3 separate regions of the Rattus norvegicus genome follow, and regions 2 and 3 are each linked to region 1. A link is a contact called in public Hi-C data. All regions are on one chromosome and are shown on one strand. The core of a region is the stretch at or near the end of the contact, and the rest is flanking DNA. Distances in the headings are between cores, read along the strand shown.

Evidence for each region. Hi-C and Micro-C count contacts between places; a contact is called where the count stands out from the background.
Region 2: a contact with region 1 is called in a Hi-C map of prefrontal cortex, with 2.7 times the contacts expected there. The contact joins the enhancer-like site here to the promoter of Ssbp3 in region 1. A contact is called at or near these places in 8 of 12 Hi-C or Micro-C datasets (the A7r5 cell line, the Rat2 cell line, Schwann cells and 5 more) and 1 of 1 datasets of contacts at active chromatin or transcription factors (oligodendrocytes).
Region 3: a contact with region 1 is called in a Hi-C map of the A7r5 cell line, with 4 times the contacts expected there. The contact joins the promoter of Cimap2 here to the promoter of Ssbp3 in region 1. A contact is called at or near these places in 2 of 12 Hi-C or Micro-C datasets (the A7r5 cell line and Schwann cells).

Annotation. Positions count from the first base shown.
Region 1 is chr5:126,918,834-126,921,533 of GRCr8, reverse strand. It overlaps Ssbp3 (single stranded DNA binding protein 3), which reads right to left and starts at 1,333. Exons shown (of 17, transcript NM_053358.2): 1 at 933-1,333. The coding sequence starts at 988.
Region 2 is chr5:127,176,615-127,179,314 of GRCr8, reverse strand. All of the region lies in intron 3 of Tceanc2 (transcription elongation factor A N-terminal and central domain containing 2), which reads left to right. Among named protein-coding and RNA genes, the nearest start is that of Trnaa-agc38, 5.3 kb to the right of the region's middle. Within about 2 kb of position 1,319, at least 12 of the 93 cell types and tissues checked have an H3K27ac peak or open chromatin away from gene starts, as enhancers often do. A contact at or near this core is called in prefrontal cortex, where this site is marked.
Region 3 is chr5:126,629,379-126,632,078 of GRCr8, reverse strand. Cimap2 (ciliary microtubule associated protein 2) reads left to right here and starts at 1,387. Exons shown (of 10, transcript NM_001109262.2): 1 at 1,387-1,486. The coding sequence starts at 1,431. It also overlaps a transcript of Ttc22 not described here.

The sequences.
Region 1 (2,700 bases), core at 84-2,583:
GGGAAGGGTCAGATCACACTAAGGCTTGCTCTGGACCTTGCCAGTAACTGTGAGCCCGGTCTGTGCCATCCCATTGTGGCCATGACAAGACGTAAGTACCTATTACCCCAGACAGGATCCGAGTCAGAACTGCTAGTGGGTGGGTACCAGAGACAAGCTGCCACCAAGCCGCGGGAGCTGGAGAAAGGTCCCCAAACTTGAACTTCCAAGTGGCACTGGGACTAAACCCACCTAGGTCTCACAAACTCGAAAGCCGCTACAAGAGCCCTGAGCCACCCTCCTTTTCCCAGATCACTTCAGCTCGCTGCTTTAGCCTAGGTTCGGGGTCCGGACGGACTCGGTCCCAGTTCGGGTACTTGGCGCGCTCTGGAGAGGGCAGCAAAGCGCCGCCCTCAGCATCTCCCCCTCAAACAACTGTCCCCCAAGCCTGGGGCCAGGCCGGCGCCGCCAGCCCAGCCCAGCCAGGGCGCCCCGGAGCGCACCGGGCTGACGATGAGGCCGCTGGCTGGGTAGGAAGAGCGCTCCCGGGCGAACAAAGCCCCCGGCACGCACTCCTCACGCCGCGGGCGGACAAAAGGAGCCTTCGGGGCTGCAGAAAGCCACGCGCCCCCTGCCCGCACTCGGTGGGCAAAGTAAGGCCCCCGCGACCCGCGGGCCGAGCGCACCGGCTCACAGTGGGACCTCGCCCACCCTTGTCGCGGGCCCCCGCGCCCGCTCAGCCAGCGCGCCTACCAACTACCCTCGCCCACCGCTGCCCTGCTGCCCCTTCAGGGTGCCCCAGCCTCCGCCGGCGCCCAACAATGGGCTCTCCACGCCGCCGTCGCCGCCGTCGCGGGGCAGAGACCCGGGCCCCAGGGGCACAAGGCAGCGCGACCCCCGCGCCCACCTGCCTCCCGCCGCCCGCGGCGCGGCCCCACTCGCGAGAGGCTTACTTTTCCCGAGCCTGCCCGTCCGAGGGCACCGCCGAGCCTTTGCCTTTGGCAAACATGGCTTGCAGAGAAGAGGGCGCCGAGCCCGCCGCCGCCGCCGCTACCGTCCGGTCTCCCGAGCTGCCCTGCTCCCGGCCCCCTCCCGGCGCTCGCCCGCTCGCTCGCACTCCGCTCGCCGCGCTCCCTCCCTCCCCGGCGCTGGCTCCGCGCTCTTTCCAGCTGTCAAAGCGTCAGCCCCGGCCGCGGCCCCATCGCCCTGGAACTCCTCCCGCGCCGGCTCGGCCTGAGCTGCGCCGCCGCCCGCCCGAAGCCTGCAGCTCGCTTGCTCGCGGCCCGCGCGCCCGCCACCCGGCTCCGCCTGCGCCGCCCTCTGCGCCTTCAGCACCGCTGCCTCTGCCGCCGCCGCCGCTGGTCTACTTGGAGCTCAACCGAACGTGGCTGCCCCGGCAGGAGCGCGGCGGGCGTCCACGCCCCGCGACGGACGGCCGCGGCGGCCAATCGGCGCGCGGGGGCGGGCCCGGAGGCCGGGAGGGACGCCTGTCAGCGCGGCCGCGCCAGTCCCGCTGCGCCTCCTCCGCGAGCCGCTGCCCGCTCGTGCCCCGGCCGGGGGAGCGGGGGGCGAGCCCTGGCGCTGGGGTGGGGCGGCGACGCGAAGGGCTGGGGCCTGAACTGGAGCACCCGGCCGGCGCGGCGGGGACTGGGCGCTGCGACAGCAGGCGCGGAGAGAGGCGCGGATCCCGGCTGGCCCGGCGCGCCCCTTTCCGCGTCGTCCTGGCCCCCAGCGCCCCCGCCTCCCCGCGCTGATCTTCCCTCTGCGGGCCAGGACCCCAGCCGGCCCTGCTCCCTGCCCCACCCCGGGCTGCCTGCGCCCAGCCCTGCCTTCGGAGCCCCGGCCAGGGCTGCACGCGGAGCTGGGCAGCCGTAGCTGGCGCCAAAGCGCGCGGCTGCTTCTTTACTAGATCGTTAAAATACTTTGGGAAACCCCAAAGTGGAGCCGCGCGAAAATGGCCCTTGGCGTGCCCCAGGCAATCTGTAGGAAGGGAAAGGAGTCTTGGAGTAGAAGGAAAGAGAGTGATTTCTCTCAAATTTCTGAGGTTTGCTAACCCTGGCAAGTTTAGCCCCTCGCCTTTCCACGGGAAAGGGTTCCGCTTGGATGAGGGACGTCACCTGGACGCCTCGCGACTCGGAGTGCGCGCCGCAGAAATCTCAAACTTCAAATAAATGGAGCTAAATTGGAGAGTAGGGGGACCAGAGTCGGGCGTGGGGGGAGGGGAAGCTTCCATTGTCAATGACCCAGGTGTACAATGGGAAATGGGGGGTTGGCAGAGTGACCAAGCTTTTTGCTCACGACTCCTTTCTGTCCACTCGACGACCCCAAAAACCTGCAGTGTTCTCTCCCTGGAGATTCCAAATCAAAAACTGGTGAGATAAGAAATGGCTCCCCCATTTTCATACTGTTTTTAGAGCGCGGTTCTCTTTAAATGTGATAAAACATAGTCGGTACTGTCTCTTTAAAAGAGTCAAGCAGAAAAAGCTGTGTAAGCGCTGATTGGCTGCCTGTTTGGATACATCTTTAGGGGAGCCTTGAAACTGTTAGCCTAGGTTGATTTTTTTTTTTTTAACTGCGCTGTTCCAATAAACAAGTAACGCCCCTCCCCCTAACATGCCTCGCACCAAACAATTAAAGAATAGGTCAGTGTCCTGGGGAAAACACGTTTTAAGTAGGAAAACTCAGAACTAGATTTCAACAAAATAAACAATAATTCCCTAC
Region 2 (2,700 bases), core at 70-2,569, 260 kb before region 1:
CACACTGTCGCTGGAGGGACTGCTGTGTAGAACACTTCTAGCCTCAGGCTAGGAATTTATTGTGAAAAATAATAATATATAGTAAACTATAGCAATACATAGTAAAATAGTAATGTATAGTAAAGTATAGTAACATACAGTAAAAATTTTTAAAAAATGAAATGAAAACACACAAAGCACAGTCCTCAATCTTTTAAATTTTTTGCCTTCATTTTACTGTGCTGGGAATGGGCTTGGGTGTGTGTTTGACGCAGTGTACATATGGAGGTCAGAGGACGGGTTAGCGGATGTTTGCTCTTTCCCTCCAACATGTGAGTCCTGGGATCAAACTCAAGTTGTCTGGTTTGTTGGCAAGCACCCTTACCCACTGAGCCACCTTGCTATACCCCCTCTACCTTTTCATTAGAGTTATCAGAGGTGCTAGCTTATAATAACAGTTATTATATAAAGTTTTAAAAGCATGTGTCCAATATCTGTGCTTACCGTATAGAGCACCTACAGGTGACATTTTGAGTGTGCCTGATGCTGACTGTGCAAACTGATTAAGACTTGGTTGTGACCTTGAGGATCTGAGGGTTTGGTAGAGAGGTGATGGTGTACACAGACAGGAGCAGTACTCTACCGTAGCTATGAATGAGCACATCTGACACTGTCCGCTCAATCTGGAGCGTCTGTATGCGATCAGAAAGGACGGAGCAGTGGCTGCAGTCTGGGGACTTCGGGAAGGCCCCATAGAGGAGGTGGTGATTCAGTTAAATCTTGAAAGAAATTCAGCTTAATCTGTCACCAGTGGCAGTAACTGGCGAACTTGGTTTATAAAACAAAAACGATAGCAACACTTGCCACCGTGTCACTTATTATGGCTTTGGAGATATTTCAGAGGTGAGTGAGGGACCGAGTTGAATTGCCGTTTTAGCACAGCACACAACTGTGGATAATATGCAAGGGAAGAACAACATGTGTTCCTCAAGCTGCTCTCGGCTCCCCGGGGAGCTCAGGGCGGGCCTGCACAGCTGCTGCCTCTGCCCTCACTAGTGCTGCCATCGCCTCCTCTGCCTCCCCTTGACCTCCTGTTCCTGAGAAGCAGGAGAGAGCAGCCTCACACTGTCACTAACAGCTGGGAAGAGCTTTACGGAGTCCCCAGGGAGCCCCCAAGAGTCTTAGAGTTGCACCCCTGTAATATAAACCAGAATCTGAGGAAATTAGATGCTTAAAGAATATAAAACCCTATCATTATAGCCAAGGAGATGCTCCCATCTGCTGCCGGGTTTGCTGTCTTTATAGGTTGTGGTCACTAGAGGGCAGTACGACCATTCACATGAGCCTGTAAGGGCTTTCCACCGGTAGAGGGTACTAGTGTTTAATATTTTAGGACCTGCTTATTGATGCATGTATGTGCGTATGTGTTCCTGTTTAGACACATACCACAGATACCATACGTGATCAGATCCTAAATCTCAACATGATAAGCTAAGACTGTCTTAAAGATGCAGCAGGTGATAATTTTAAAAACCATTTCTGTTTGACAGATGAGTGTAGTGAGTATTTTCAAGAATGGGTGTGTCAGGTATCCAGAGATTACAGCCAGGGGCCGGAATGGAACTACCATGAGGTTTGACTTAGCAGGAATTGGAACCCATCCAGCTGTTGAACCCTGACCTTACCCGAGCCTTCCTTAAACTGAAATCCCATGGGATGCAGAGGGTTCGTGGTTCCTCTACAGTTGTATCAGATGAAAATCTTACTTGGATCATTTCCTGAGAATGTTTATGCTTCAACTTTTAGCCTTCCTGCCTCCCTACCTCGAGGGATGTAAGCACCAGATATCACAGAGTGTCCTCTGTGTGCTGGGAGCTATGGGGGATAACGGAGACAGCAACTGCTCCCTTCTTTTTGGAGCTTTAAGTCTGATGGAGATATAGGCAGTTTATAGACTTTGTTCTGTAGCTTAGTACAGTGCTCTGAGGATGGGGCGCGGCTAGCCAAGTGTATGGAAGTAGGAAAGAAAGTGTTGAGGGATGTGTCAGGCAGAGATGCATCGTGGGAGCTGCGTGAGGGTGGAGGTGGGAGAGAGAACACAGTCCCGTTCCAAAAGCCCCGAGTTGTTAGGTGTATTTAAAACGTAATATGCCAGAGAGTATGGCAAGAAAGGCAGCCGAGAGACAGTCTGGACCAGATGGAGAAGGCTTTTTGTAAGCAATTCAAAACTGGTTGGTTCTGGCAATGGATTAGTTGTCTATTACTATATAAAATTTCCCTAAAATCCGCTGCTTAAGAAAGCATTGTTTCTCATAGTTCCTCTGCCGGTCAGCAATCCAGGGGCCAGCTTGTGGGACTGGCTCTGGCTCAGAGTGGGTTTGGTTTGGTTTGGTTTGGTTTGGTTTGGTTTGGTTTGGTTTGATTAGGTAGGTGCTCTTCCAGTCAGCCTGGCTACAATGACCGTGAGCTCCTGATTCTCTTCTCACCATCTCCTGAGTACTGTGCAGAGGTCTGCACCAGCCCTCCCTGTCTTTTAAGAGCTTCTTATTGGTCTGTTGCTTAGAGCTTCAGGCATCCAAGGGCTTCCTAGATGCACATTTTTTTTTTTTTTTGGTTCTTTTTTTTCGGAGCTGGGGACTGAACCCAGGGCCTTGCGCTTCCTAGGTAAGCGCTCTACCACTGAGCTAAATCCCCAGCCCCCTAGATGCACATTTTAAAGGC
Region 3 (2,700 bases), core at 138-2,637, 290 kb after region 1:
ATCAAGCTTTAAAGTTATGGGCTCCTGACAAATCTTACTACATTCATTTATTCACTCATTTATCACCCAACAAACATTTGCTACAGGTTTGCTATATGGCAAGCACTGTGTCAGGATCCAACAAGACAGGCTCTTTCTGTGGGCCTCTGAGAGGCCCTTTCCAAGGGCCAGGAACTGTCTACTGTAGGCTGTTTAATCCTCCCAGGAGCCTGGAGATAAGAGTATTGTATTGCTTCATTTTCCAGGTAAGCATGCGGGGACTCAGAGAGGAACTACTTTCTCAAGACGCTGGTGCTGGGGAGGGATGGAGGCCACAGCCGATGCCTCTGACCCCCAGCTCAGTGGTGTGCTGTGGGGGCTCTATCGGCTGTGACTATGTGACTACCAGGCCTAGAGCCAGAAGCCTGGCCTTCCATTTAAATACCAACCTTGGTGAGGTTGGCTGTAGGAGGCTGCTGTGCCTCTGGTGTGCTCTGCCCCGGGTTGGATGCAGGACTTAATATATCTTCCATCGGCCTCCAGTTATCTTGTCACAGCAGTGGGGTGTATTGAGATGTCTGTTCTGTTCATCTCTGCTGAAGCCCTTGGAGGGCTCCGAGGTAGTGAAGGAGACATCAGCACAGTCAGAGGATGCTATCTGTAGGGAAGGGAGGAGGAGGAGGGAGAGCTGGTCATGCCAGGTTGGGGCACACCCTTCCCTCTTTCTTCATCTAGCAAGTGCTTCATTTGGGATTCTGCCTGTCCACAGGCTGGGTCCCACCCCATACACCATCGCTAGCCTGGCTGAGATGGTTGTCAGAGTCGCTTTCCCCACTATGCTCAGAGGACGGGGACCACATTTGGGTTGCAGATTTTCTTCAGTGTCTGCTCGGAGTGGATGGCTGAGGTTCTGATGCCACTGCATCCCCTCAGATGTCCCTGAGTCCCTTCACCTATCTCTCCACTTGTCCTCCACGTTCCACCTTCCTCATTCTCCCCCGCACTCCCCCACCCCCGTTCCATCTAGTAGAAAAGGACCAGAATTCCCAAGTCTGCTCTCCCCTCCATTTCCCTCAGCACAAGATGAACATGAAAGCAATTTCTGAGCCTGGGCTCTCCCTGGTATAAGCAGAAATAAACAGATTCTCAGCAAGTGACAAGAACACTCTTATTAAACCTCAGGGGGATCCTAAGGTCTGCAGGAGCCCCGAAAGGGTCTCAGGCAAGGCAGCATTGGGAATATAAAATGAATGAAAACGTCAGGGGGTAGCCAGCACGCTGGAAAGCTCCCACGTGGCACGAAGCAGGTCTGTACTTGCTGAATCATAACGCCCTGGTTGCGGGTTGCCTTGGCAGCGCGCAGTGTCAAGGGGTTGTTGCGCGGGGGTGGGGGCAGGCTGGAGGCTAGGCTCAGTGAGACCTCGCACCCACGGCGCCCCCTGCACAACAGAATGTCTACCATCCGCAAGTGGTTCAAAGGGGCGCCCTTTGGGGTGCAGAGCCACAGGTGGGGCCCAACTGCTACCTGGCCTGGCACCCAGGATCCAAGGGAGTTCCCATGGGCCCTACCAGCGCATCTGCCTCCACAAGGAAGGCTAACCCAGAGGGCTGGAGCAGGGGGAGGAAGGGAAGAGGGCTGGTTCGCCCATCCCCCACTGCTCACTTCCTCTCTTTCTTCTTCCTCCTCCTCCTTCCTCCTCCTCCTCCTTCCTCCTCTATTCTCCTTCCTCCTCCTTCATTGTCGTCGTCGTCGTCGTCGTCGTCGTAGTCGTCGTAGTCGTCGTAGTCGTCGTCGTCCTCCTCCTCCTCCTCCTCCTCCTCCTCCTCCTCCTCCTCCTCCTCCTCCTCCTCCTCCTCCTCCTCCTCCTCCTCCTCTCCCCCTTTTCCCCTTTTCCTATGTAGTCCTGGCTGGCATTGAACTCACACCGTTGCTCTCTATGAACTGGGTGGGATTAAAGTCTCCAAGTTCTTTTGTTTTCTGTTCCATTTCTGTAGTAAGTTCTTGCAAACTATTTCCAAACCATCCAATGTAAAGTATTCAGAGAGGCCACACGGTCTGTCCATCCCATGAAACTTAGCTAAAAAGTTCTGAGTAAGTTTGCAGCAGCCCAGATGTCCTCTCTCTCTCTCTCTCTCTCTCTCTCTCTCTCTCCCTCCCTCCCTCCCTCCCTCCCTCCCTCTCTCTCTCTCTCTCTCTCTCTCTCTCTCTCTCTCTCTTTCTCTTCTTTCGAGACAGTCTTTCTACATAACCCTAGCTGTGTTGAAACCCACTCTGTAGACCAGGCTGGCCTCAAAGTCATAGAGATCCACCTGTCTCTGCCTCCCAAGTGCTAGAATTAAAGGTGTGCACCATTATGCCCAACTGTCGTATTTTTTATGTCCTATTTTGTAATACAATTGCATATGAATGACCTACTAAGTGCCACACATGGTTCTAGGAGCTGAGGTCGTGTGGTGGTCTGGCTAATAGCCCTATATATAGTTAAACGTATATGGAAGAGTGTATGAAGTATCCACCATGTGGTGTAGCATCTATCTGTCTACTTAGAGGTGGGAAGGATAATGGTAAGAATTGAAGAGGATGAAGCTGTGAGGAGAAACAGAGCATAGGGTGTGGAGGCAGAGCACCTCTGGAACCCTCAAAATGATGAAGCAGACCCAAAGTGACTTTCATGGGTCAGCTTCAAAGTCATCTGTCCTGGGACACCAACTGCCTGTCTC